2 separate regions of the Rattus norvegicus genome follow, and region 1 is linked to region 2. A link is a contact called in public Hi-C data. All regions are on one chromosome and are shown on one strand. Each heading gives the region's core, a stretch centred on a gene start, on an enhancer-like site or on the middle of the called end of the contact. The rest is flanking DNA. Distances are from core to core; before and after follow the strand shown.

The links. A called contact is a pair of places that touch in the nucleus more often than the background predicts.
Region 1: a Hi-C map of liver shows a contact between it and region 2, with 2.7 times the contacts expected there. The contact joins the promoter of Ube2i here to the promoter of Clcn7 in region 2. A contact is called at or near these places in 3 of 12 Hi-C or Micro-C datasets (kidney, liver and mammary epithelial cells).

What each region holds. Positions count from the first base shown.
Region 1 is chr10:14,796,366-14,800,295 of GRCr8, reverse strand. It overlaps Ube2i (ubiquitin-conjugating enzyme E2I), which reads left to right and starts at 2,042. Exons shown (of 7, transcript NM_013050.2): 1 at 2,042-2,109.
Region 2 is chr10:14,654,588-14,658,376 of GRCr8, reverse strand. Clcn7 (chloride voltage-gated channel 7) reads right to left here and starts at 2,116. Exons shown (of 25, transcript NM_031568.2): 1 at 1,912-2,116. The coding sequence starts at 2,049.

The sequences.
Region 1 (3,930 bases), core at 793-3,292, 140 kb before region 2:
GCTGTTGAGCTGCTTAGAGCATATTAAAAATAAGGCTGCATGTGTGCCTTTCACTCAAGAACCCACAACATTGGGGTGGTAGCAAGAAGTGTGTGCCCAAGGTGGAGATCAGAGCGATTTACATACTATCCCTACACCATGGCTTTACATCACACGTTCCTGCCCTACAACCTTCTGCAGTGCCCTGTGGATCCACAGATCAAACACTCTGATAACTACATACCACTTCCAGCTGACCTCTCCACCCAGCCAGTTCTGCCTTTCCCTCAGTCTCATTCCTGCAGAAAATCCAATAGCCATGACTCCAGACCAGGCTCAACTGTGGTACTAGCTGAAAAGCAGATCCCAAAGGGGATGTGCTGTGATTTGTGCAACAAATTGGGGGTGGAATCATGGGCAACAGGAATTCAAGGTCATCCTTGAGTTGGAGGCCAGGCAGGGCTAATGCATAAGACCCTAAACTAAAAAACTAATAAAAAGTAAAAAGATTACTGGGCCACTCAGAGCCCCCAGATAATCTGCTAATAACTTTGGTCCCTGATGGTACAATGCACAGGTCAGGGCTGCTCTTGGTCAACATATGTAGGTGCCCAGGAGCCACCAGTCTTGGAAGCTGCTGTGCAGGCTGGGATGGATCCAAAATAGATGCCTTCTGTTGGGGGTACAGATCTGCTGGGGTCACCAACCACCACAACTGGGTGTCACGGACCTGTATCTAAGCAGACCTCATCTACAACTCAGCCCCAATGAGAGAATAAGGTCCCTCAGGATCTGGTGCTCATCGTGATCTTAACTCTAAAACAGTACGGCAAAGAACTGGAGAAATTAACAGGGTGAGCTCCAGGGAACGGTGGGCAATTATGGGCAAAGGGCATGGGACCTGGGTCTCTGTTCTGGGGCACCCAACAGCCTCAGAAGAGAAGAGGAGGACGAGGACGAAGGTTAGTAAATGGATGGAGACATTGACAGATAAACACTGAAGTCTCCAGCAACACAGGGCTCATATTGAGATATCCCAGGAAGCCCTTGTTGGCTGCAAGTGGCCCCGAAGGCTTCCGGCACGTGCCAAAAAATGGAGCAGGCGCCAGGATGGCCACCAGGGGGCCAGCCGACGTTTCTAAGTACCCGTCCCGTCGGTGAGTCGGTGAGGAAGCATCCGAGCACCGAGCTGGGTTGCAGAGGACTAGCGGAGGAAACTGGACTAGGCCACGGAGTGACAACAGCGTGTCCAGTGGTGCCAACAGAAGCCGCGCAGGGGTTTCAGGTGGAACGAGGTGTGGGGTGCAGCATAGGGGAGAGGATTAGGGGCGGGGGAGTTCTCGGGTGCTGCCCCTCCCCCATGGTTCCGGCCCATTCCCCTCCCCCACCGAGGGCTAATTCGTAGGTTAGGGAGCTTCCACATTTCTCTCCCCGTCGGTTTTGTTTGCGTTTGGTCCTTTGTATTAGGTCCGTTCATTGGGTAGGTTCGAGATTTACCCCGCCCAAATTCCAGGGCTAGCCAATTACAGAAAATGTCTCAACGCCCCGTATTCCGGGGATCGTCACCGTACTGCGACGATTCCCAGGATGTTTAGGCCTCAGTGATCTTTGCTCCCGGGACTCGGGCCTTGAGCCCAAGGATACCTCCAGAGCCTGTGCCTGGTAAGGTGCCCTCTGAGCATCCGAATGACCCTTGGAAATCTATGCTTTCTTTTCTTCACACGACTCTCTGATGTGTCCTCGAGTGGACGCGCTGATCCCGATGAGGAGTTTGCAGACGCTCCCTTGAGCCTAGGTCGCGTCCCCTTTAAGAGTGCGGCCGTTCAGGGGACCGCCTGCTTGGACAGGCGCCCCGGGCCCCAGCTCTGTAGGTGGTCGCGGGCAACGAGAGCGCAGCAACCGAGTAAGGGCTGAGCGAAGCTCATGTTTAAATAGACGGCGTAGGCTGCCGGACCGGAAAGACGGTACGCTGAGCAGGCGTGCGGCGGGCAGCCCAACTCAGGCCCCGCCCCGCCCCGCCCGCTGGGGTCCTGCGCTCCGGGCTGCGCGCGGCGGGCGCGGAGGGAAGTCCCGAGACAAAGGAGCGCCGCCGCCTCTGCCGCCGCGACGGTCCGGGCCGCGGTCGCCCAGGTGAGCCGCCACCGGCTTGCGCGCGCACTCCAATCCTCGCCTGGAGTCGCCGCCGTTCCCAGTGAGCTTCCGGGAGGCGCCGAGCGGAGCCACAGCGGCCTCCTCTCGCTCGCGGCCTCCTCCCGCCTCCGAGTCTCGGCCTTCGGGGCAATAGGGCCCAGCCGCTGTGCCATGGGCGAATGCAGGGTTGGGAACACGGCCCACTACCCCCCTACTCTTGGCGTACTGAGTTCCGCCGACCCCACAACAGATAATCTGAGCTTCCCAGTAGCTCCTAGACACATTCTGGGCGGTGCTGGGCTCCGTAGTTAGGCGAGCGGGAGTGCAGGAAGGCCGTGGGCACTGGGCCGTGTCGCGGCCTGTAAGCACCCGGAGTCACAGCAGAAGGCTTGGCTTACTTCGTTCGTTGCTGAGACGCTAGGCTTGTAGTTTGGGTTTTTGTGGGGGTCTTGTGCATGTTCTCTGCCCCACTGTTCTTTTTTCTTAAGGAACCGTTTTAGTGGATGAATTACCTCTCTGCATAGCAGAAAACGGGTATCAAAGGGGAATTTGTTTTGATTCTAAAGGTTTTCAGGCTGTGAGTGATTGCAGTCCTGCCCTCCTCTGGCTGTCTCTGCCACTAGAAACTCAAGAAACGGCGTGGTATACTTAGTGAAGGATCCTTAGGGCCTAGAGTGTGCATTCGAGTAGAAGAGGCCGCTTAGCCTTATCCAAGCCAGCCTTAGTGGCCGGTACCCACGTTTCCTCTGCCGAGGTGGGCGGAGATAAGCAACCTTGCACAGGTTCTCTGACCGGTAAGTAACTCTGAAGTAGGTGGTGTCGCCAGACGAATACTGCACACTGCAGGAACCTTGAGGTGGTAGAAAGACCCATCCCTCTGTGTTCTGCCGGTCTCTAGTAGTGGGGAGAGGATTGTATTTTGTTGTTTTTTGGGGGTTTTTTCCTTCGAATTTTTCTTTGCCGGGGGTAGGGGTGTATTTACATCACAAAACTTTAGCTCGTGGAGTGACTGTTACCGCTCTCGGGAGCAGCGGCACTGTCTCAAGGACCAGTTTCTGCTTAGATCGTTGCCAGTGTGTCTCTAGGGTTCCTTTTCTTTGACCGTGGGACCTTTAAGAGCTCTGGTAAGAGCCGTCTCTCACTTTGCCTCCCTGCTTTTGAGACAGCATCTCTTGTAGCCAAGGCTAACCTTGAACTCTTGGGGGTCCCCCTGGTTCAGTCTCCTTAACACTTGAGTGTGCAGGCACGAGCCACCACTTGAGCTAGCTTCTCGGTTCTTCTCACTTAGGATAACTGCAGTTGGATGCTAGGACAGAGTTTTCTGGGCACACAACTTTCTCCTGAGGTCAGTTATGGCTGTCCAACAGCTTGTGTAGCATAGTGTCCAGGCTTCTTCAGAGAACTGACCCGGGGTCCAGAGACCTGTTTGGAAACCCTGCCCAGACTTGCTTGGGATCTTCTGCCATCTGACTGGCTGGGTGAGGAGAGCAGCTCCTTCACTGCCTACCCTTAGTTAAAGAAGCTAGAGTGCTTGTACCCTTAAGCCCGAGGACGAGATTGGGCTTGTGCATTGAGAAGTTGAGAAGAGGGACACATTGGATACATAGGCTTCTGTGCCCTGCTCCAGCCATTGATGTCCTTGGGTCTACCTCTGCCCTCATACCCTCTAACCAGACAGCTCAGGTGCGCCAGTGTCACCTGGGCGTTGCTGTCAAAGCTTGCTCTTATCAGCAGCCCCTGTGGCCAGCAAACTGCCTGTCCTCTTAGATGGATGCCACCTGGGTCCTACATTGACTACAAGGACTATTATTAGGGCAGGTG
Region 2 (3,789 bases), core at 867-3,366:
CCTAGTCACACTCAAGTCAACTCAAGTGACTGAACAAGACTCCTACACCTCGTACCACATCCCACCCATATACTCTCTGTCGTGTTGCTCTGCTTGTCTGAAGACTTTGCACAATTTACACAGAGCACAAAAGTGCTCATTGCACATATTCCTATGGGGTTCCTCACACAAAACCAGCAAGGTGTTGAGCCTGTTCCCAGAGGGAAGGAAACTGTCCTATGCACCTCAGTGACCTGCACACAGAACAGGGAACCCACAATGGGGCAGGTGCACAACTATTTTTTTTTAAATTGTTTAACAGCAACCAATCAATTGTATTAACTGCAGCTTTGAAACGATAATGGTGTTTAGGGGAAAGATCACCTCATTCTTTACTCTTATGTCTATTTGCAAAGAAAAGCAAAACCAAATAAAAACAAAATCCACAGCCATTCAGCCCAAACTCAACTTCTGTTAGTTTCCAAATTCTTCCCTCTCTTAAAATCAGTTTCCAACATAAAATTACTTTCTTTTTGCAGAGAGACATGCGCGAGTGCTTGAGCATGGTGTTACTCTGGTGGAAGCCAGGAGAAGAAAAGGTGGTCAGATCACCTGGAGCTACAGTTACAGGAGGTTGAGCCACAGGACCCGGGTGCCGGGACCTGAACTTGGGTTCTCTTTGAAGCAACAGCCCCCTCACCAAGAGGTTACTTTCTTTACAATAACAATTCACACCTCCCAGAAACACCCTAGGAAGGCAGACATAGCCCTATCACCTTCCTCAAGTCATTTCAGGTTGCTGCTGCAGACCAGATTTGCAAGTACATGTCACTTCAAAGGGAGTTGAGCTGCTTCCCAGCAACGAGAAACTGACTTTTGACTCTCATTGTCCTAAGCACCTTCAAGGGTCTATAGCAAAGCCCATATGTAAGTTTTCATGCAGCTGCCTGATCTTGTGTTCTTCTTAGCCTCTAAAATAGCAGGAGTGTTTGCCAGACACCTCTAAAATCAGAAGGAGGAAGGGTAGAGGGCGGATATAAAACAGACTAACATCAAGGAATTGACATAAGTAACTGACTCAAAGCTAACATGATGCACACAGGCAAGAGAAGCAAAAGCAGGCGAGCCAACAAACCTGTACCCTTTTTCAAACGCTATGCATCTAAAGGCACAAACTGTTTTGGGTGCTGAGCACAATCTGGCCTCTGACTTGTTGCTTATCCTGTCTGGCTGCATATTCTATCTTCAATTAGGTAGCAAGAGAAAATGAGTGGAAACACTTGTCATTCCAATTGTGCCCCAAATGTTTGGAATTGCTCCTATGAGAAAGGAGGCAGACACTTTCACTGAAAACGCACTGCCATTTAAGCTGTCTGTGAAACCTGCCAGGCGTGTAGTCCAGGCCTTCCAAGTTCTTGGGGAAATGAGGCGGAATTATGAATTCATTGCTAGCCGTGGTCTTACTGTGAGACTGTATCTTGAAACGCTAAGGGCTGGGGGAGCAGACCTGAGGTCGTATGCTTGCCTAGCATGTGTATACCCTGGGCTCGAGCCTCGCCACAAAAAGTTAAAAAAAAAAAATCAACCAAAAAAACAAACAAACAAAAAAAAAAAACAAAAGAAACCACAACAACAACGTTAAAGTCTTAGGATCTCTTGCTGAAAAGTCAATGACAATGGTTGCTGGAGGAGAGGGTATCATTTTTTTCTGATGGTGTAGCCACTTGGTGGGGACGAGATGGGAAGAAGGGGTTCAAAGGGGAAGAAAGGAAGAGGCTTATGGGTGCGAAACTATCCAAAATAAGTTTTCCAGAATTCAAAAAAAAAAAAAAAAATAGAGGAGAACGCTGTGGCCTCCCTCTGGGCCCGGCCAGCACACTGAAGACCAGCTTAGCGATCCCGGCGGCCGCATCTCCGGCCCGCGGGCCTCACCTGGCGCGCGCCCGGCCCGGCTCCGTTCAGCAGCGGCGTCTCCTCGTCAGGTTGCCCCGTCCTTCGAAGCAGCGGCGCCCCCTCCTCGTCATCGCGATCTCGGCCGGACCAAGACACTTTCTTAGAAACGTTGGCCATGGCCCACTGAGGACCAAACTCCACAAGAACAGCCGGCAGCCCGGCAGCGTTCCCGTGACCCGCGCCCGGGACTCACATGATCTACCATCGGTGCCCACGTGACCCAGGACGGAGGCCGGTGAGGTCCGTAAGCGCGGGGTCTCCTGGGAATTGTGGTTCACTGGTCCTTGCAGCCCGGCGTAGAAACCTAGATCTTAAGACCCCTAGCAGTTAGTGTCTTTACTGAAGGCAGTGACCCAGACTCCAGAGAAGAACTAGCCGGAGATGCACGCCCAATCTCTGAAGAGATGATGTGAAAAAATATATAAACTAAGTTCTGGAATCGTCACTCTCAACCAAGCTGGCCTCATGAGTTTTTTTGTGTTCAACGGGCAGCTGGACTACTGCAATTCTGGGAAAGGGCTTGAGATCCTGAAGTTCCAGAGGAGGAAAGATTGGGGGAGGAGCAGGAGGAGGGGGAGGGGGAGGGGAAGGAAAGGGCTTGAGATCCTGAAGTTCCAGAGGAGGAAAGATTGGGTGGGTGGGGGGGAGGAAGAGGAGGAGGAGGCGGCGGCGGCGACGACTAGGACAGCACATGGGTGTGGTGTTAACTAGCCGTAGGATGCTTTAGGCAATAGTATTTTAGCAAGGCTAAGTTAAGTGTAATCTTAGTAACCGGCATTAGATCAGCAAAGTTGTTCTTAGATCTATCCTGAATTATATCTATATCGGGGTAAGGAATGGGATTTGATACTGCAACTTCAGGGACTCGAGAGTGACAATAATCATCATGGGTAGCACTCTACAGACAAAGAACAATGCTGCAAGGTTAAATTCTGAGCAGTGTCACGGCAGTTGCTTTACTGAAGATGGTAGAAGGGAGCAAGGAAGAAAGTGTCCACTTAATAAAGGAAATAGGTATACAATGCGAAAGCTACATTTAACAGAGAAACATGGGAAAGGCTGGGGTTAATGTGCACAACATAGGAAGGCTCTATAAAAATAATTAAAATTCAATTCAGAACTTCAGTGGTGGCAAAGGTCATGTATAAGAGAGTTAACAAGGATTCTAGAATATGTCGATGCCCACACCGACACGGCACCGAGAACCAGGCTTAAGCCTGGGGATTAAAAAACACACATATTCGGGTCCCTCGGGTTAAGAGAGAATGCCAATTCTGTAGCTTTATTCACCGAATATATACCCCAAGTTCACTGGGTGGAAAATTCCAGGAAGACCAGCCTAAGTCCCAGGAACAAAGACTGAGAGCAAAGGATGGGAACGAATGGACCATTGCCCAGGTGTACGCCCGGGTATGTCGCTACCGGGCCAGGGGATTCCTTTGTTAGGAACAAAAGGCTTCTACATGCATCAGCAGGGCTTCAGCAGGGGTCAAACACTGCAGGGGAGCCAGGAGGGTCCGACAAATATATATATATATATTCTATATACAGTATATATAAAATAATATATTATATTACCTTGAAACTTTTTAGATTTGAAAATTTTCAAATCAGGAAAGTTTTAAGTTCTTCTTAACTTCTAAGGGTGAGATGAAATGTCCTTCCTTTCACACAAAGTAAACCAAAACCAAACACAGAATAAGAGGAAGAAAGTTAAATGAGGTTCTGAATTTTCCCATGATTATCCTGCGATCTTGCAAGTGTGTGTGTGCGCGTGCGTGCGTGCGTGTGTGTGTGTGTGTGTGTGTGTGTGTGTGTGTGCATTCGTGTGTTACACCCTCCAAAAAGGTGTAATTT